Regions from separate parts of the Mus musculus genome. Here all the other regions are linked to region 1. Evidence: chromatin contacts called from public capture Hi-C and promoter capture Hi-C data. All regions are on one chromosome and are shown on one strand. Each heading gives the region's core, a stretch centred on a gene start, on an enhancer-like site or on the middle of the called end of the contact. The rest is flanking DNA. Distances are from core to core; before and after follow the strand shown.

Region 1 (4,132 bases), core at 859-3,358:
TTCAAGTAAAGGCAAAGAAAGCAACAGGAGCTATTGTTGATGTGAATATCTGAACAAGATGCTGAGTGGACCAGGCAGAAATGTTTTTAAAGAGGAAGGACCAAAAACAATACAAAATGAAGAGGCAAATGGGGGAAAACATGTATGCAATTATATACAGCAGGTTTTACATCCTGCTTCAATGGATTGAAGTCTACCCTCAAAGAACCCTGCATATGTCACACAGGCTAAGAGCCACAGACGTATGCATGTGCTATTCAAACGTGGTTAGATGGTTTCGTGTGCAGAAACCTACAGAGGGCCAGCGACCATAGTATGGTTTTCTTGAGCAAGAAAGTTCAAAGGCTCCTATGATTGAGATTCTGGAAGGTGTATGAAGATGCAAGAAGACAGTTTAATATGATTCTACCTTGGGTGGCTGCCGTTGTCTCCCCAGTGAACTGGACAGTGTGCTGACAGATTCGTTCTGAATCTGAATGTGTTGTGGAAGCTGAGAACGGTCCTCAGTGTTAAATCAGGTAAGGGGACACAGATGATCACAGACAGAGCCTGAAGACTGAGATATCTCCTAGGATCGAAGGCAACCGCCCCAAACTCCAGACTGATCCTGGAGCAGTAAGACATATTTGAACATGCAGATGGGAACCTGCCAAGATTATTTTCTTTGCACTCTGATAAATTTTCCTGGTTTGCTTCCTTCTTGTAGAAACATTTGGGAGGGCAGACTCCACTTTCTTGTAGAAACATTTGGGAGGGCAGACTCCACTTTCTGTGAGTTTTGCAGGCTGAATTAAAATAATTAGATTGTTTTCCATTGTTCAGAAGACATAATTAATCCCATAAGACAACCCCACTTGTAAAGTAAGCTAAGAAAAAGCAGATTTTTTTTTCACAATTCTAAATATGGTCCGGGCCAACAAAGAATAAAAATCGTTACCCAGAAGCAACGCTAGGAACTTTATTATTTAAACTGTTCCACTTTCCCTCATGACACAGCCAAATCAATGTTGATAAAAACATACTTTTTACCTAGAAGAAATGTGAGTTTTTGTGGTGTTGCCTTCTCTCTGATCCTTTGTACTAGCTAGCCTACAGTGCATATATATCTTTGTTTGGACAGCAGTGCTAAGACAGGAGTTCTAAAAGAGATCAGGTTAACCCACTGTGGGCTGCTTTCTGCACAAACAGCCCGGGGCTGCAAGAGAATCCCAACAACAGAGAAAGTGCAGGTCCGTACCCAGTGCTTAGACAGGACCAGAGCCAGGAAAGGGGGCTCCCAGCAAACCTTCAGACACTCAACAGGAAATGGCTGGGCTCTAGGCAGTATGAGTCCAATAAGATGTTCAAAGAAGCAGGAGGAGCTGTTGAAAGTCCTCTGCGCTCTCTCAGTCCTGTGTAACCGAGACAGAGCTATAGCTGCCCGCCCACCCCCCCAACCCCCAACTTTTCGCAGTCCGTGGTTCCACACAGAACCCACCACCTCCTAGCTCTGGAAAACAAATCGTTTCTTTTAACAAACAATATCCTTGGGACTGCCTGGGCTGGGGGAGGGCGAGGCTCGTGCCTCGGCTGAGCTCTGCGCAGAGGCTAGGCAGGCTGAGCCCACGCTGGTGAGCAGAGAGCGGCTGCCTGCTCTGCGAACCCCACCAAAGGCCGGGACCGGGGTGCTCCGGGCACCCCGGCTCCGGGCGCACTGAGTGCTTTACCTGATTTTCGCAGAGCCGTTCGGAGTGACACAGCGCCGGGTGGGAGGCTGCAGGCCAGGAGCAAGAAATGGAGCGAGAAGGTTGAGATTAAATCCATCTCACCAACGGCGTCTGCAAAGTTTCCCCAAGTCCCGGGCGCGCAGGGAAAGGGCGTCTCCTGGGGGACGCGGGGAACGCCAGTGACGCGAGGATGAGAAGGTGGGAGACCCAGGGAGCTGAACCAGGAGCCACTCGGGAGTCCGAGGAGGCAAGGCAGCAGTTGGGAAGCTGGCGTGCTTGAGCGGAGCGGGCTCGCAGCGGCAAGGCTTTTCGGGGCTGGGGAGTGGACGCTGAGAGCCGAGGGGAGGGACGCACTGGCCGCCGGAGGGAGGGCGGCTCGACCCGCAGGAGATGGAATTACAATCTAGTGGAAGAACGAGGGGCAGGGTCTGAATCAATTCACTCCGCGCCCACCTCCGGCGCCGACAGCCCCCAGCTCAGCCCTTCCCCGCGGGTGACCTAGATTGGGGGCCGGGGTGGGACCGACTTCGACACTCGCCCGGTGTTCCTTGACTCAGACTGCGGGCCCAGGGTCCTCGGCTGGATCCTAACCCTTAACTTTTGGTTTGGTGCTTCGGTTTCGCTGGCTGGACCTTTCTTCCCCCATACCCCTCTAGGTGGCTTGCTCCCAGTTTAAACCACTTTTCCTAATACCTCAAAGGTTTCTCTACTCTGTAGAGCACTCTTGGAAGAAGCGCAAGGGAGGGGCTGTAATTTTCAAGCAGGGAGGAGGAGGGCGGGGCTGGCCAAGTCTTGGGTGCTAAGAAGATAAATGGGATTTAAGGCGCACAGATGGAGAGCTGAGGCTAGGCCACTCAGAGGCAAAGGCCAAATGAAGATTAGGGACTGGTGCCTGGGGGCCAGGTCCCCTTCTGGTGGTGGGTGGCAACTTTAGACACCCCCCCTCCCCCGAAAAAGAGAAAAAAGTCCAGGTTATTGTGGCAAAGTCTAACTTCTTTGGGGCTGAGAAGGTCCTCTATAAAGGGAGCGCTTGCGGCCAGGCCGGGACTGGGGAGTAGGGGCAATGCGGGAGCCAGCATTTAGCTCCCTAGCTGAGGAAAGACCCCCTCCCTTCCCAAGAGATCTGTGCAGCTGGCTGGAGTTTACAGTACTGCCCCAAAGGGTGTGAGCTCCCGAGCAAACTGGCTTTCTGACCCCAAGCCTTCGTGAAAACAGATACAATAAATAATCTAAAAGGAAAACGAGCCCTCGCCAGAATCCTGGAAAAGATCAAAGGCCCTAGGAAGTGCCCCGCAGATAGAAACTGTGGTCACTGGCAAACGTCTGAGGGTGATCGCCACGCCCCACCTGGCAGAGCAGCTTCCTGGCCCCTTGTTAATCTTCCATTAGGAGAGCTGAGTGTTGTCCTGTGATTTCTACCCTGGATCTTTCCCCTACCCCCACCCCCACCCATGAACCTAGTCCTGTTAGCAAGGTTGGAATATAGTTCCTTACACGTTGGTATTTTCAGGTGTGTAATTGTTCCATAAATAAATTCAAAGTCCTCTACAACTTGAGTAGCTGAAGTCTGAGTCCAGGGCCACTGGAGTTTCTTAAACCAAACTAGTGCAGGAACGTCCAGACGGCACTACATTTATGAGGTGAAAACACGTAGGGAAACCAGGCAAGGTGACTCTGCAGAGATATGCTCTGTTACACTACATTAGACCCATAGGATCACTGAGGCCACTAAAGGTCATCCTTGCTGCCCCCATGACACACAGGAATCTACTTTGAGTTGCCTTGGCACGGCATGCCACCCCCGTTCTGGATCAGACAGCTCCTATAAATACTGACTTTTGACACTGAAGGTCTTGGCGTGTACTGAAGGAAGCCAGTGCCCTAATGCAGAATCGTCCCTCATTGTTTTTCACTTTCTCACTTAAAAATGTCTCCCTGTCATGGCATTGGGTCAGAGGCTGAGCCAGTCATTGGTTAGAGCCCCACCCCTGATACTATATTCTACCATACAGGTGCCTAGCATAACTAGTGCTCTCTGGTGCACCAATTTCAGTAAATAGTAACCATGAGTGTAAGACTAACATCGGTATGATGTCTCCTGGGTACAGGACCCTCTCTAAGGTGCCTTTAATTCCCATAGCAACCACACCAAGAAGGTACATTGTTAGCATTATCCCCATTTCACAGCCAAGGAGACTGAATCAGGGGAAGGCTGCATAACCCACCCAAACTCATGCACCCCCCCTCCCCCACAAAGTGCAGAACTAACAAGAAATTCAGACCTTCTACTTCCAGAGCGGAGAGTTCCAGAGCTCCAAGGGATACGTTGGAGAGCAACTCCAACTGGAGACTGGGGAGTTTCACCTCAGGCTCTGCTTGGACATGTATTCCCCAAATGAATGGATGGCAGCCATAACAAAATTTTC
Region 2 (4,132 bases), core at 1,098-3,597, 820 kb before region 1:
TTGTTCACAGGGACAGTAAGTAATTTCAAGTTTTTGATCTGTCTGGAAAAGACAATGATATATTATGAATGAATTAGAAATCATTACTATGGCAGAAAAAAATCACTGCATATGTGTGACATTCGACCCTTGATCTTTTTGTTTGCTATTGTGTGTCTGAAGCTGAGGACCAAAGCCAAGGCCTTGTGCTTGCTAAGCAAGTGCTTTAGCTAAACACCTAACTACTTGTATTGACCTGTTTATTAGTCTTTATCAAAACAAACAAAACTCCAGTGAGAAATGGAATTCCAGCTCTGATCTCAGAGATGAAGGAAGCAGACTGGGAAAAGTCGATCACTTGCTAGATGCTATGCTACACGGCAAAGTCAAGGCTTGAGCCTCAGTCAATAACTCCAAGGCCCGTGCCTTTAGCTCCGACACTTGCAGGCTCTCCTGGATCTGGATTAGCAGCCAAGACTAAAGCTTCCATCCTTAATGTACAACTTCTATATTTTTGGAACTAAATGTGGCACAGTGCTTGACCGTGGCCAGAGACATTTCAAGGTTTTCCCCCTGGGATGTGCTAGACTTGAAGCTGCCACAGCGGGGAATGAATGACCTTGTTCCCCAGCAGTGCAATGAGGAGGGAGAGCAGACGATCACTAAGTGTCTTCTTTATACAAAAACAGGAAGCCCTCGGATGTGCCAATGTCCTCTACTGCTTTATACACGTGCCTGCCTAAGAGCAGCGCCTAGACGTTGTTTGCAGTGAGAAGATAAGAAAACGCATTAATATCCCCTGCTACCTGGCTCCCGAGCTGACATTCTTAATCACTTTGCTATTTCACCTTGTTTTATAAACCTAAAAGAAGCTATACATAAAGAATATGAACAATACTAGTAGAGGGGAAGGGATAATCAGAAATTCTTTCTCAGAAACAAACTTCCTTCTAAACAGAAAGAAAACTTTGGGGGGGGGGGTGTATGCGTGTACTCATGTGTGTGTGTGCACACGCTTACGTGCACGTGTGTGTGTGCGTGTGTGTGTGTGTGTGTGTGTGTGTGTGTGTGTGTACACTAAGGAGCAAACCCAGGACCTTACCCATGCTGAGCTCCTGCTCCATCACCCAGCTATATCTTCTGTCTACCATTTCATATTTCTCATCAAGCTTTAGAGCCCTGGAAGTTTTTCCTGTTTTTTTATCCTTTTGGGGGGGGGGAGTGTGGGGGGCGGGCATGATCTCACATAGCCTAGGCTTGTCTCAAACCTGCTGTGTAGCCAAGAATGACCTTAACCTTCATAAACTTCTGATCTTCCTGTCTCTACCTCCTGCATTACAGAGTACGCCACCAACCTGATTTATTGAATGCTGAGCACATGAGACAGGGTTTAGTGATGTTAGATGCTAAGTAGGTTTTCTCTCTCTCTCTCTCTCTCTCTCTCTCTCTCTCTCTCTCTCTCTCTCTCTCTCTCTCCCTCTCTCTCTCTCTGTCTCTCAGCTGAGCCTCATCTCCAGCTCAAACTCCTTGTTTTTGAAAGAAAGGGTAAAGACACCATTAATTCTCCCAGGTTAAACGGGACTATATTAACAACAACAAAAAAAAAAAAAAGGGTGACTATCTGATACCTTTACTGCATAATTTCCTAATTCTTATGAGGAAGGCAGGTGAGGCAGGACCTCTCAGAGGACTGGTAAAAGTCATTATTGAAGAGAAAGATCTGGAAACGAGGCAATTCCTTCTGCTGGCCTGTTGTTCAGCCCATGCTGTCCCGTGGGTTTAGCTCATGTCCCGTTAGTCTGCATACAGCCACACAACAGCACTCTGGATTTGCAAATAATAAGGAAACCTTCTTTCGTTTTAGAAGGGCTGGGCTGTTCTGTAACACCTCCCCGACAGCAAACGCACTTTAAACGCAACAGGAACAGGGAAGCACGGGCCAGCACACTGATGCTAAGCATTGCTTTGCTGGGTTAAAAAAAAAAGCATGTAGCCTGAGTTTACAGTGCCTACTTTCGTTTTGAAGTCCAGTTTCCACATGAGTCTCAGTTGTAAAAAGTGGGAAAATCCATTTGGTAGCCACCGCTGTATGTTTTTCAGTGAAGCAAAAAATGTAAACAAATACAGAATCAGATATCTCCAACAAGATAGCGAGGCAGACCAGGAAAGAGAAGAGAAACGTTTTTTAAGATAAATGATTGTGTCCCTGTACGACCAACAACAGAAGTTTAAACACAGCCCTAGCCTTTCCTTCGCGAGAAACATTCACAACTTGTTTTGCCATAGAGGAACTTAAATGTTACAATATCTGGTCAACCAATCAGCAGCTTGCCGGCACCCCAGCACTCTTGCCTCAGATCAGGAAACCCTTGAAGGTACAGTATTTTAAATTGCAAGTGAGATTTCTGACTCTCAGCTGGTTTTTGTTCCCTGTGCTTGTAGGATGGAAAAACAGATGTAAAATCCCTCATGGCGAAGTTCAACACGGGGAGTAACCCGACAGAGGAGGCCGCCACCAGCAGCAGGCCCTTCAAAGTTGCAGGACAAAGCTCGCCTTCTGGAATACAATCAAGAAAGAATTTATTTGACAACCAAGGAAATGCCAGCCCGCCCGCAGGACCCAGCAGCATGCCTAAATTTGGGACCACAAAACCACCCTTGGCAGCGAAACCTACCTACGAGGAGAAGCCTGAGAAGGAACCTAAACCCCCGTTTTTAAAACCTACTGGAGGGAGCCCAAGATTTGGAACACAGCCAAACTCAGTTTCTAGAGACCCTGAGGTCAAAGTGGGGTTCCTGAAACCTGTAAGCCCCAAACCCACCAGCTTGACCAAAGAAGATTCCAAACCTGTGGTTTTACGGCCACCTGGGAATAAACTTCACAATTTGAACCAAGAGTCTGACTTAAAGACGCCAGGACCGAAGCCAGGGCCCGCTCCCCCAGTCCCAGAAAACGAACTGAAGCCAGGATTCTCAAAGGTAGCTGGAGCTAAGAGCAAGTTCATGCCAGCGGCACAAGATACTGACTCCAAACCCCGATTTCCCAGACACACCTTTGGCCAGAAGCCATCCCTAAGCACAGAGGACTCCCAGGAAGAGAACACTTCTAAGAACGTGCCTGTCCAGAAAGGATCCCCAGTGCAGTTGGGCGCCAAGTCCAAGGGCGCCCCTTTCAAACCACCTAAGGAAGACCCAGAGGATAAAGACCATGGAGCACCAAGTTCACCCTTTCCTGGAGTGGTTCTGAAACCTGCTGCGAGCAGAGGGAGCCCGGGTCTCTCCAAAAACTTTGAAGAAAAAAAAGAAGATAGGAAAACAGACCTTGCAAAGAACATCTTTCTGAACAAACTGAATCAAGAAGAGCCGGCCAGATTCCCTAAGGCCCCTTCCAAGCTGACAGCGGGGACACCGTGGGGCCAAAGTCAGGAGAAAGAAGGAGACAAGAATTCTGCAACCCCGAAGCAGAAGGCCCTGCCACCCCTGTCCGTCTTGGGCCCGCCTCCACCCAAGCCCAACAGACCACCCAACGTTGACCTGACCAGATTCCGAAAGGCTGACTCTGCAAACAGTGAGTTGTTTCTCATTGCTGGTAGCTGTGGTTTGCTCACACAACTGAGTGTTTCAGCTCCTGGGGGAAACTTTAGAGCAAGGAATGATTGCATAACTGATGCTCATGTGAGTATAGGGTCAATTTTCTTTTGGCATTTTTTTTTCCGTTGTGTAGGAGGTCTGAGAGAGTAGCAAATCCAAGTTCTGGTTGAGCATTCTGTAAGAAAGGACCTTGGGGTGGGGAGCACTGACATTTTAGGGAGACAATAGGGAAGAAATATACCTATTTAACGGATAGTTGGTTTTGCTTAAGGATAACCATTGCATTTATTCCCTTGGTTGTATTTCATTTCTGTAACTTGAAGAAGTTATGCTGCCCGTTGACAGAGAGAAGAGAGTAGTCTAAGTCAGTACTCTAGAAAGAATCAAATTTGATAGCCAAAGGATGTGTGCATTCTCTGGAGGCATGTTTGATTGTCACAATGGATGAAGCTAATGATATTTTGTAAATAGAGCCACTTACTCCTGTCCTTCACAGAACTATCCAGGCCAAAATGTCAATGTTGTGAAGTTGAAACTCCTCTTCTAAGTCACTTCAAATATC
Region 3 (4,132 bases), core at 448-2,947, 710 kb after region 1:
GACAAGGCGGTTATAACAAGGTAGGCATAGAACATTCTTGTTTCTTTGTTTGGGTTTTTCGAGACAGGGTTTCTCTGCATGACAGCTCTGACTGTCCTGGAACTTGCTTTGTAGACGGGGGCTGGCATTGAACTCACATTCGGCCTACGTCTGCCTGCTAAGTGCTGCGATTAAAAGCATGCACCATCAGCTCCTGGCCATGTAACCTTTTGAATCAAAGTAGGGTTGCAAGATGATTATAAACGACTTTTTGAAACAAAGACATGATTGCCATTCCTGGAACACTTGGTACAGAACCATTTGTAGTTAAGGCTGTGGGGAGCGGGGCATAGGCTAATCCCTGAGAAACAGAGGTTTGATTATAAACAGGCATGAACCTAGTTTGTTTTTTATTGTAAGCTGTCTTTTAAACGTAAGATGGAGGCAGGCTGATTCTTCGAAAGGTCTCAGTACATAGCCCAGTCTGGCTTCCAACTACAGGTGCCTGCCTCTATGCCTGGACCTTGAGAGGCATTTACTTTGTCTCTGTAAAAGTGTAGTAATTTGGTATTCCCAACAGCAGGCACGATTCCTGACACAGTACATACTCGGTTTCCTAGAATCAGACCATCTGTTGAATGCATCCATTATTTAATATCCTTGTGCTCTGAGATGAGAACAGATGGATCAGATGAGTGTTCTCCCAAGGCAACAAGGGAGAAAGGTATACAGCAAGAACAAACACTTTTTTCTTCTTTTTCTTGAGACAGACTCTCAAGTTTACTACAAACTTGCCACACAGCCGAGGATGAACTTATCCTCCTGCCTCCACTTCCTAAATCCGCTGGCAGGACCCATCACACAGTATCTCCCTTCCCGCCTCTGTTTGTTTTGAGTTAGGAACACATTCCGTAGCACGCTATCTGGAACTCACCAAATGACACAGTAATCCTTTTGCCGAAACCATAGGACGCGTATTAACAGGCATGAGACACCGTCCAACGCTGACCTCCAACCAAAAAATTTCGCAAAGCCACAAAGCCAATGACCCAGACACGCACATGGGAAAATTCAATAAATTCTTTCTTGGGGGCCGGGGGGGGGGGTGGTGGTTGAGACAGTGTTTCTCTGTGTAGCCCTGTCTGTCCTGGAACTCACTCTGTAGACCAGGCTGGCCTCGAACTCAGAAATCCGCCTGCCTCTGCCTCCCAAGTGCTGGGATTAAAGGCGTGCACCACCACCGCCCAGCAATCCAATGAATTCTTAATTCACCCCCATTATTTGAAACGCTGTGAGTTTCTGGCTCACAGGTAAACTTTCTGGAACTAGCGATCAATTTCTAACTACTGTTAGAAGTTATCAGGGAACCACGGTAATGGATGTGTGCCACTCTTCAGCCGTCGCCACATTCCAAACTGGGGGTGGGGCTCAAAGCAAAGAATCAGCACGCGCGATGTCACCACCGCACAGGCGACCGCAAGGGGACATCAACCCCACTCCAGCACCCGAAGTTCCTCTTCCCTCTCCCCCCCGCCCCGCCCCCAGTCCCCTCCCCTCTCCCGTATCCTCTTCCCTTCTCCTCCTCCCTTCCCTAGGCCATCTCCAAATTCAACTCTAGTCTCCTCCCTCACGCCTTCGCCAATGTCCGACACTCAACTGCTTCCTCTTCCCGTCCCAGAAGCGGCGTCTTCCAGTGCCGGGGAGGACGAACCGGAAGTGCGTCATGACCTGGCGCCCAGTTATTCGTTTTCCGCGCGCGTTCCGAGGAGCGGTTTTGGGCTCTCTTCGTTTTTCTCACGGTTCTCCACGGGTTTGGAGTGTTTCTATAAGGCGGTGGCCACGATTGCCGACATGCCATCGGTGCTGGGCTCTATGATGGTGGCCTCTACGTCGGCCGCCGCCTCCCTGCAGGAAGCTTTGGAAAACGCGGGGAGGCTTATCGATCGACAGTTGCAAGAAGACCGCATGTACCCGGACCTTTCTGAGCTGCTCATGGTGTCGGCCCCAAGTGAGTGATCGGTCCACTGGACGCTCTGTTTCCCCACCATAGGATTCTAGTCCGATTCCCCTGTCTTCTTCTCTGTACGTTGGTGCCCTCGTGAACATTCAGAGATTAGGGCTTGGTTTCTTGAAAACACGACAAACAGCAACCGACTTTTAGCTTTTATTGCTTATTTCTTCTTGTCTACACTTTATTTACTGTAGATACTCGAGGAGGTAAGAGCAAACTCATTAAGTCCAAATGAGAAGAATCCTCTGATCCAGATTCCATTTCTGTGCATTTTTTGCTTCGATAATGCTCGCTCAGAAAAGCAAGCGAGTTAATTTGGAAATCTGCCGCGTTCTCTCAGAGTCATGTCATACGTGTAGAGTTAGTATATTTGTGAGTGCCGGGACTAACTAGGAAAGAAATATAGGGGTCAGAAGGCTAACTGACAGGGAGAGCAGAACTAAGTTTATCTGCCAACAGAGGAGATAATTTGGAAGAATTTGCCTTAACTTTTAAAACTTGTTACCAGCTAAAGGTTTGTGGAGTTGCATTAGTTGCTACAAAATGTTTCTTGTGAAATGAAAGTTGGAGAAAAACAGAAATGTAACATGCAGGTGAGACTTGGTGAGAAAAAAAAATGGGTGGGAGTAACTTAAACAGAATAATCAATCAAAAGTAGCCCAAAGCACATGAGCAATGACTTGTAAAAATCTATTAAGAGATTTTTATTTTTTTAACCAGAAATACTGACAGCAGCCAGATAGTGGTTGTCCATTCCTTTAATCTCAGCATTTGGGAGGCTGAGGCAGGCGGATCTCTGTGGGTTCCAGGCTAGGCTGGTCTATAGAGGGTGCTCCACAGCTGCCAAAGCTACACAGAAAAACCTTTAATCCCAGCACTTGGGAGGCAGAGGGAGACGGATTTCTGAGTTCGAGGACAGCCAGGGCTATACAGAGAAACCCTGGGGGGGGGTGGGGTCGTTGAAAAACCCTGTCGTGGAAAACTGAAAAGAAAAATACCAGAAGCAAAGATAGTCTTTGTACTTGACAAGTATTAGCAAATGAGCTTGCCTTTTTTGGAGCAGGGTCCAAAATTTTATAAAAACTTGCTTGACCTATTAGCTGCTATTGTCTTCATATGTCCAACCCCCTCCCACCCCCGCTTTGCTTTCTGATCCTCTCAAATGTGTAATCTCTTTAATATACTTTCCTCCTCATACTAATCCCTTTCCCTTCTAGCATTTTCCCCCCTCTGCCTAACAGGCTCCTCCCAGACAAGTTTTCTCTGATAGCCCTGGCTGTCCTGGAACTCCGTCCGAGATCTGCCTTCCTCTGCCCCTGAAGTGCTGGGTTAAAGGCATGGACATGGAAGCCTGGTTCCATCCAGTTCTTAGTAAAAGACCCTAGTTCTAAGTCAGGCATGGTGCTACATGCTTTTAATTTCATGCTCTTGGAGACAGAGGCAGCGAGATCTCTTTGAGTTTGAGGTCAGTCCGAATACATAGTGAGTTCTGACCAGAACAATAAAGTGAGACCCTGCTCCAAAAAAGGGAAGTCTTTAGTTTCTTTGAAAATTTTCTTGACCACTCACATTGTCATTGTCAAAGAAGTTATTCTTCCCTTTTGTATTTCCACTTCATTTCCTATGTGCATTGTTCTATTGAAATTGTATTTTAGGGCTAAGATTTATTTTTAGAAAGAACCCAGTGGAGAGGTGAACAGGAATGGTTATGTGAATGAACCATGCTGGGGCCAACATATCTATGATTGTTCAGCCATGGTAATCAGTATTTTTTTTTAAAGATTTTATTCATTTTATGTACGCTTGTAGCTCTCTTCAGACATAACAGAAGAGAGTATTGGATCCCATTATAGATGGTTATGAGCCACCGTCTAGTTCCTAGGAATTAAACTCATGACCTCTGGAAGAGCAGTCAGTCCTCTTAACTGCTGAGCAATCTCTCTAGTGCAGTAATCAGTATTTAATGTCAGTTCTCCAAACATCCTTGTATTCTGAACTAGACCCTGATAAGGTACCTGGAATACTTAGGTTGTAGGTCAGGGCTAGTGTTAAGTGTCCTGAAGGACAGGTCAAGTAGACCAGCCCACTCGTGCCCCTCGGCTCTGAGTCAGAGAGCAAGAGATAGGAAGCACAAGAAGAATT
Region 4 (4,132 bases), core at 634-3,133, 690 kb before region 1:
ATGTTCTGGCCAGACCTCCAGCTTTGTGGTCTTCATCTAAGGCAGGAAATAGAATAAATAACTTCCATAGAGACTTGGAAGCTATATAAAAAGGAAGCAATTTTGTTGTTTATCAAGGCTTGTGCTGATAGTGTCAGGGAATATTTCTTTAAAGCACTGTAATTGTGTTAGATCCTTAAAGCTAAGTGCAACAGGGCAGCAGATGCCAGAATGCAGACTTCATCCTGAGATATGGGGTAGTACCCCAAGAGAGCAGCAATTCAAGTTTATTTTCCTGGTGTTTCTTTATTTTTCTTTTAAAAACTTTTGTTGCTTCTACAACTGTCATAGATCGACTATTGGTTAAAAGTCCAACCACAACTATTGGTTGTAGGTGACCAAGCAAGAAGAAAATATGCAGGCATGATCCCACAATTGAAAGGGGAATAGTAGTTTACATTCAGATACACATCTTGGATTTTTTTCCTTATATAATGCTTGTAAAAGTATTTTATAATGAACCATTTGAATTTTATATGTATTTCAAGCATTTATGAGTAAAGGAAATCTGTAATTGCTTACTTAATACCACTCTGTTAATATACTGGATCAACAAAGTCATTTTAAATTACATTTGCATAATTTCTACCTTTGGGCTTTCAAGTCTACAATTGCTCACTATTATTAACACGGAGAGTCTTTCTAATATTTTTTTATTTTTCTTTTTGATTTTAGAGAGGTTTTGGTTTGCTTTTTTTTTTTTTTTTTTAGTGAGAACATTATTATTATTTAGAACATTATTAGAACAAAAGGAGCTGAAGGTTTACACTAACAGATACTCGTTTTTGACGTCTGTACTAAAAACTAAGTGGTTAAGGCAAGATCTCCACTTTGGACTTTTAAGTCTGGAAGAGAGAGGTGAGGAATAGGAGGAGACAAAATATCCTCTCATTAAAGTAATCTAGCTTAAGAGAGTTGCTGGGTTAAGGGCCAAATGAGTGCGTACTAACCCGCTTCTAGAAACCCGTAAACTAATCCTTGTGACTAGTCCGCATTAAAAACATCGATCCTCGACATCGGCATCAGCCAGTGATGTAGGAGTAACAGAAAGCCAGGACGAGGCGCCCAGCCTCCTCCCCGGGCTCCGGGAGAGGAAACCCTGTCCCGGGCCTCCAGGCGCTGGCGCGCGCCGGGGAAAGAGTCCCGCGCTCGGGCGAGCGCCCTGCACGCCCGCTTTCTGCACTCCTTGCACGTCGGATGCCCGGCGGACCGAAAGCAAACCTCCGCCCTGCCGCCCAGCTCTCGGCGGCGGCGGCGAGCGGCTTTGCCTGTGATCAAGCGCGAAGCCGCTTAGCTCAATGGTCAGAGCGTGGGTGGAAAACAAACTTTGTTACGTGTTCACTCGGGGCGCCGCGGTTCTGGGAAAAGGATCAAAGCGACATTCCTAACTGTGCGCCGCGCGCCTTTTTCCCGGACCCCACCCTCTCTTTTAATAATAATAATAAAAATAATGGTAACAATTTTAGCCGATGAGTAAGGAAACGGGCTTTAAAGCCACGCGGGGAGTGCGGCGGGGCGGGCCAGCAGGTGGCCCGCCCGCATCCCGACCTCCGCCGCGCGCGCGCCCAGAGTCCCGGGCCACATCAATGGGCGCCCCCCCCCCCCGTGGGAACTGCGCCTCCCACCACGCCTGCGCCCCGACGCCCTGCCCGTGTCCCCCCGCCGGGGGTCGCATCCCACCGCCCAATGCGGGTCGGCACAGGCGGCGGCGCGTTGCTCGGCGCCCGCGGGCGAGCCTCCGTGCCGAGGGGCGGGGGCGCTGCCGCGGGAGGGGGGCGGAGGGGGCGGGAACGGCGCGCGGGGAGGGGAAGGGGGTTCTCGCGCGATCGGGCGAGGTTTCCGGTGTTGTGACTGAAACCCGTCAATATGGCGGCGATCGGCCGCGGCCGCTCTCTGAAGAACCTCCGAATACGAGGTAAGCCCGCTCGCCGCCCTCGCTCGCCTCACCCGGTGCGGGTCACGGGTCGCGGCGCTCGGCTTTGCTCCGGGCCTGGGGATGGGGTGGGGTGAGGTTGGACGGGGAAGACGAGCGGGGCGTCGGGCGCCGCCGGCCTGCGATGGATTCTAACTGGGGTTGTGTGTCTTGTCTCGCACAGGGCGGAATGACAGCGGCGAGGAGAACGTCCCGCTCGATCTGACCCGAGGTAACGCGGGCCGCCGCGGCCGCCGGGGAGGCGCGGGCAGCCGGGCGGGCGGGCTGGCAGGCGAGCCGCGCGGGGCAGCGAGGGGCCGAGCCCGCGCCCATCCCCCTGCCCCGCGCCCGGGTGGCCCGGGTTGCCCGGGGGGCTGAGCCCGCTCCGGGGCCTCGGGCGGCTGCGGAGCTCCCCGGCCGGCTCGGTCGCGTGTGTGTCCCCCCTCCGTCCGCTCCCGGGTCCCCCCACCTCCGGATCCCGGGGGCGGCCTTGGACGGGGTGGGTGGGGGAGCAAGGTAGAGGTTGTTATTTAGGTTGCTGGAGGATGTTTGTGGGAAGAGCGACCACATCCTGCCCTCCCCGTTCCCCCCAAGAGCAGATGCTGGACCCTGCCGGCTTCTTGCTCACTGCGGGACTGCTCTTCCCTGCCCGTGGGATCCTCTTGGGTGGGGTGGGGGGGGTCCCCGCAGCTTTTTGAGAACCCGGAGAGCCCGTGATGACTGCTAAGTGTCTGGTTCACGCCGCAGCTCCCTGCTGCTCGCTTCCCGTCTCCCGGGCCCGCTGGGGCTGTAGTTGGCTGGAGACCGCCCGCCCCCTCACTCGGCCGCCGCTTCATTGTGTACCTTGTGGCTGCAGTGGAGGAGAGCTGGGTTTGTTTACACCTTTCCCAGCAGGGCGAGCCCCGCGTGTGTTTTGTTTTTAAGAACCGCACCCGGCGAACGATCGGTATTTTCTTGCTTCGGTCACCGGCCCCCGGGCTGGTGTTTCATCTCCCAGTATCTCGCCGAAGCATCAGTCCGTTCTCTGCCTCCTTAAACAGGAGTTGGGTCTACAGATTCCGGACGGTCCGACTCCACAGCGCTGGAGTGGAGTGTAACTTAACTAGTTCTGCTGTTACGGAATCACTTTTTGAGATCCGTGAAACACCTTAGGACGTTAAAACAAGACAAGAACAGTCGTAAACATTGTATATACGACATGAATTTGGTTCCCCCACCCACCCTGTATGTAGTGACCGTCGTATAAAGTTATTTGGTGGATGTGGGATTTGGGGGACCCATCTCTGTATTGACTGCGTAATTCAGTTCTGTTTCGGTTTTTGTATTGTAAGAATCCTTCTGTGTAGACTGAAAGACTAGTTTTGATTTAGTTTCATGAACACGTGTTTGTTGTTTAGCATTTGGTTCTGATAGTTTAGGAAGCTGTTTTGAGTAAAGGAGCCCTTTCAAAGGGGAACCTCTTTAAAGATCCAGTGCAGTGGTGTGTCAGTCCTAGAGATGGCGACTACATCAGTGATCTGGAACACTCTTACCATTAACCAGCTTTCAGAAACACTATAGAAAAAAGGTCAAGCTTTAGTTGTTTTTTTTTTTCAAATTTGTAAACTTAATATATACCTGAAAAATGTATACAAAGTAGGTTTTCCAGACAGCGGTTCTGAGTATCATAATTCAGACCTGAGATTTTGCATCGTGCTTTTCTAACCATGTAGTTCGCCACTGATTTAATTGGTAACGGAGAAACTGTGTGAAGATACCTCTTGGTTAACTAGAGCCTAGTACCTACAGTATAAACCTGTTCAGATGTGGGATTTTGTTAATCTTCTTTATATATTTTTGTGGAGGCTGTCAGAATTTGGGATGGTAGAAAAGCTTATATACAAGCTTATATGAAACTTGCCTCACTTCAATAGGAACTCGGGAAGACAAATCAGTGGGTACGATTGAAAATCATCAGTTCTCTAAGACTTGACTTAAACGGCTATGTGATGAGCAGCTGTTTCTAGGGTTACGTAAAATGCTTAGACAATGTTATGTTTGCTTGCCGGGATAAAACGTACTAGTGTTGCAAATAAGTATTCACAGCCAGTTGACCTGATTGCAAAAGCAATGCACAACAGAGAGAGGTTACAGGAGAACTGTAGGCCTCAATCATAAGGAAGCTTAGAAGGAAAAAGTTAG
Region 5 (4,132 bases), core at 626-3,125, 520 kb before region 1:
TCCAGTCTGTCATCTAACTATTTGCCATAAAGTCGCTTAAAATGAAGCACACAGTTCCTGGTCAAAAGTTATAGGAAACTGTATTGTTGTGTAAACAAGAAAACTGAAACTAAGATGTAAAAGGTAACCTGAACCCGTTCCAAGTCTGTTTACATCAGGGTTAGGACCTATTGGGGATATCGCTGCCCCTCCAGACCTGCCCCCTCACACACACACACACACACACACACACACACACACACACAGACACACAAACAGACAGACAGACACACACACAGACAGACAGACACACACACAGAGACACACAGACAGACACACAGACAGACACAGACACACACACACACACACACACACAGACACAGACACACACACAGACACACACACACAGACACACACACACACAGACACACAGAGAGAGACACAGACACAGACACACACACACACACACAGAGACACACACACAGACAGACAGACACACACACACACAGACAGACACACACACACAAACACAGACAGACACACAGACACACACACACAGACAGACACACACACACACACACACACAGAGACACACACACACAGACACACACACACACACACAGAGAGACACAGACACACACACACACACACACAGAGACACACACACACAGACACACACACACACACACAGAGAGACACAGACACACACACACACACACACACAGAGACACACACACAGAGACACACACACAGAGACACACACACAGAGAGACACAGACACACACACACAGACACACAGACACACAGACACACAGACACACAGACACACAGACACACAGACACACACACACACACACACACACACACACACGGTCTCCCCCGACATCCACCACCACCACCACCTCTCAAAAGCAGAATGCCTTTGGTCTGCACCTAGCTTCCACTTTCAATTCTGTCTGCTTTGCTTACATCCATCCTCACGTCCACGAGTCCTGAGCTGAAAAACAGCTTGATCGCAAAGCGCTTTCACCATGTCCTGCAGGCAGGTAGCATCTGTCCGTCTGAAAGTAATCCCTATATCTGTGCCCTTGGTCACTCACAAGGCAGGCAGGGAAGATGAAGAGTGTGTGAACAAGCGGCCCGTCAAGAACTGTTACAGGGAACCTGTATTCACGCTCCCGTTTCAGCATCTCACTGGTGCCTACTCTCAGAGACACTGACCCCTATGCGCATCCTTGCCTGTTAGTGGTGACACTTCCGTTCAAGCAGCTCGAGAGGTGGTACCTGCTCTCCCCACCCGCATAGAAGCTCTGCCCCCAAGGCTGTGGGGTGCTCTTCTCTGAGTGGAGAGGGAAGCACCTAGTCCCGGAGAAATGACAGGGACGGGTGGGAGTTAAGGACTGGAAAGCAAGAGGCTGGGGGAAACCATCAACTCCCACTCCCACGGGGTATTGTGAGAGAAACCAAATTGGCCCAAATGGGAGTTCTAACTCAGCAAGTGTTTCCCCAGCTGCTTGAGTGAGAGGCCAGGGGACGGTGAACCTCAAAGCAGGCCTGGACTGGTGTCCCAGCGACGTGCACGCTGAGAGTATCTAGTCTTTTAGAGTTGCCCACCAATTAGGTGGCACTTTTCTGGCACAACCTCTTGCGGCTCCTGAGAGTGCAGTCTCGGGAGGCAAAAACTAACGCAGGACAGGGCAGAGGCGCGGGGCAGCAAAGCTCTCGGCTCGCCCGTCGGAAAGTGGATGGAGGCGGCAGCGCGGGCACACGGGTCCCGTACTCACCCGCCTGGCGACCTGCTCCGGAGCCTTGCCGGTCCTCGGCCTCACAGGGGAACGGGCGCGGACGTCTGTCCAGGCGTGTGGAGGCGGCCCCGCGCCCCAGCTATGAATCAACTACGGGGCAAGTGTCCAGGGGCGGGAGTTACGGGAAAGCGCCGGGGGAGGGCCGAGGGGCCAAGTACTGTTGCAATTTCCCGTCTCGCTGAGCACTTTTGGCACTCCTGGGACCCACAGGAATTTGCTCCTGGTCCCAAGGGGATGTAGGGGGGAACGATCGGGACCCTGCGACGGGCGCGGTTCCCGGGACCGGGCGGGCAGCACCGGTGAGAAGGGAAGTGGGAGAGGCCTGGGAGGAAAAGCTGGTCCTTGAGCATCGTTGTTCCTGGAGGGAGAGGGGACGAGCTGCGACCCAGTGCCCCGTGCCAGGTGTCCTGCACAGAGCCAATTGTGTTGCTTGGGAGATCCAACCCCAGCGCTCCGTCTGAAAATTACCTGAAATGTCAAACTGTTGGATCAAACTTGTGATCGAGTTGACTTTCGGCGTTCAGAGCAAGACAGACGTGTTAGAACAGAGATCTATGAACTGTGCTTCCTCTACAGGACCTGGAAACGCCCTGTGTGGCCACGCCTCCTTCAGCTACAGACCTGAATTCTTTGTCCACGAAGATCCAAGTTCCTTTCTCTCCTTAGAACGCCATCAGATCTTTACTAACCGGGCACTTGAAAGACATTTTTGACCTCTCTTTATGGCTGCATGGTAAAATGTCCACAGCCACGTCGTCTTTGGGAACTGGCACAAAACTATCGCCACAGGAGGTGTGGCAACAAGTTCCCACCAGTCGCCAGGCCAAGAAGCCTGGAGAACCGCCCACTTGCACACTATACCTTGCTCCAAGCTATAGTTCAGTTCACATTTGGAAACTACCTACAAGTCACAAATGGAAGGAGACTGAGGGAAATGGCTATAGATCAGAACTTGCGGATCCACAAATCAGTCTTAGAATAAGTAACTGGGGTATTGGGACACCTCAAAACAATGTCAGAAATATTAGTTACAACGCCTTACTTTCGTGTCTGTGTATGCTTTTTCTTCCTCCCTAATGACAATTCAGGGAAGGATCTTTTATTATTATTATTATTATTATTATTATTATTATTATTATTAAAGATAGTACTCCTCTAAATACCTAATACCTAATGGTGCCTGAAAGACTGGAGCACACAGCAAATATTTGAAGAGAATTAGAAAAAGGCACATCGTGTCTAGTAAATAATGTGTGCTCCTTTGCCATAGCCATTATTACTTATTTTAAATGAGCCCATTAGTGTGGCCGTGCGAACAGCCGCGGGAGCAGTGTGGAGCCAAGTTCTCACCCATTAAAAAGGCTTTTTGATTCTATTTATCTGTGAAAATGGTGTGCGGGTGTGTCAGTTGAGCAAGGTGTTTCCTGCATCGGGTTAATACGGCCTTTGGTTTCCATGCATGTATGCAGAGCGAATTCTCTTGGTTTCCGTGCATGTATATAGAATGTATTCTCCCGCGGATCTCCCCCGCTTTCTCTGTCCACCAGTGTCCCCCAAGCCAGTTCTAATTCCACTTCAGTGTCATACCTGATTGCATAACCTTATGTATCTATATGAAATCTAGGAACCGCAAATAAGGGGAAAAAAACCTGGTGATATTTTTCTCCCTGATATTGGCTTAATTTGCTTAGTGATATTATCTTCATTTCATTCATTGTCCTATAAGTAATATGATTTTTTTCTATGTGTCAGGAAAAAAGTTTGACTGTTGAGCGTCTGTGTTGGCTCTCTAGCTCAGCCACCATGAACAGTGCTGGAATAAACATGGATGTACAAGAACTTCTCTGGTTGAGTTCTTTGGATGAATATCCACTTAATTTAGACTCCTATTAATAGTATTGTTGGAAAAGACTATGTCAAAATGTAGTAGCGGGGCATGCTTTTATTTTTTTTTCTTTTATGGGATATTTTCTTTATTTATATTTCAAATGTCATTCCCCTGCAGGGCATGCTTTTAATCCCAATACTTGAGAGACAGACAGATCTCTGTAGGCTCCAGGTCAGCCTGGTCTACATGATAGCTTGTCCAAAAAAAAAAAAAGTAGTGACTTCATTTAGTTCATTAATTCATTTACTTTTGTCCCATTCTAACTTCTTATATGTGTTCCTTTATTCAACATCCGAGTGGCTGTGGACACATGAGTGCAATCCTCCCCAATTCTCACCAAAGGCCAGCATGGGAGGGACCATAATTGGAAACAGTGGTCTCTCGGGGTTAATTGAATGAAGAAGAGGTCCCCGTGGGCTAACACAGGGATGGCCGTGTTTATAAGGAGATGTGCATCTGG

Evidence for each region. Promoter capture Hi-C pulls out the DNA fragments that hold promoters and counts their contacts. Capture Hi-C pulls out chosen DNA fragments and counts their contacts.
Region 2: a capture Hi-C map of embryonic stem cells shows a contact between it and region 1, with 4 times the contacts expected there. The contact joins the promoter of Fyb here to the promoter of Egflam in region 1. A contact is called at or near these places in 4 of 39 promoter capture datasets (the C10 cell line, embryonic stem cells and stem cell-derived epiblast-like cells) and 1 of 9 other capture datasets (embryonic stem cells).
Region 3: a promoter capture Hi-C map of second pharyngeal arch cranial neural crest shows a contact between it and region 1, with 2.7 times the contacts expected there. The contact joins the promoter of Nup155 here to the promoter of Egflam in region 1. A contact is called at or near these places in 2 of 39 promoter capture datasets (frontonasal cranial neural crest and second pharyngeal arch cranial neural crest) and 1 of 115 datasets of contacts at active chromatin or transcription factors (bone marrow-derived macrophages).
Region 4: a contact with region 1 is called in a promoter capture Hi-C map of second pharyngeal arch cranial neural crest, with 4 times the contacts expected there. The contact joins the promoter of Rictor here to the promoter of Egflam in region 1. A contact is called at or near these places in 7 of 39 promoter capture datasets (cranial neural crest, embryonic stem cells, frontonasal cranial neural crest and 3 more).
Region 5: a promoter capture Hi-C map of embryonic stem cells shows a contact between it and region 1, with 32 read pairs. The contact joins the promoter of Osmr here to the promoter of Egflam in region 1. A contact is called at or near these places in 10 of 39 promoter capture datasets (the 3T3-L1 cell line, the C10 cell line, embryonic stem cells and 4 more), 1 of 484 Hi-C or Micro-C datasets (embryonic stem cells), 5 of 115 datasets of contacts at active chromatin or transcription factors (embryonic limb bud, embryonic stem cells, forebrain and 1 more) and 3 of 9 other capture datasets (adipose tissue, embryonic stem cells and pancreatic islet).

Annotation. Positions count from the first base shown.
Region 1 is chr15:7,396,282-7,400,413 of GRCm38.p6, forward strand. It overlaps Egflam (EGF-like, fibronectin type III and laminin G domains), which reads right to left and starts at 2,109. Exons shown (of 22, transcript NM_178748.6): 1 at 1,707-2,109. The coding sequence starts at 1,803.
Region 2 is chr15:6,577,500-6,581,631 of GRCm38.p6, forward strand. It overlaps Fyb (FYN binding protein), which reads left to right and starts at 2,348. Exons shown (of 18, transcript NM_011815.5): 1 at 2,348-3,547. The coding sequence starts at 2,449.
Region 3 is chr15:8,107,616-8,111,747 of GRCm38.p6, forward strand. Nup155 (nucleoporin 155) reads left to right here and starts at 1,698. Exons shown (of 35, transcript NM_133227.3): 1 at 1,698-1,987. The coding sequence starts at 1,831.
Region 4 is chr15:6,706,498-6,710,629 of GRCm38.p6, forward strand. It overlaps Rictor (RPTOR independent companion of MTOR, complex 2), which reads left to right and starts at 1,884. Exons shown (of 38, transcript NM_030168.3): 1 at 1,884-1,954; 2 at 2,136-2,183. The coding sequence starts at 1,906.
Region 5 is chr15:6,872,438-6,876,569 of GRCm38.p6, forward strand. It overlaps Osmr (oncostatin M receptor), which reads right to left and starts at 1,876. Exons shown (of 18, transcript NM_011019.3): 1 at 1,764-1,876.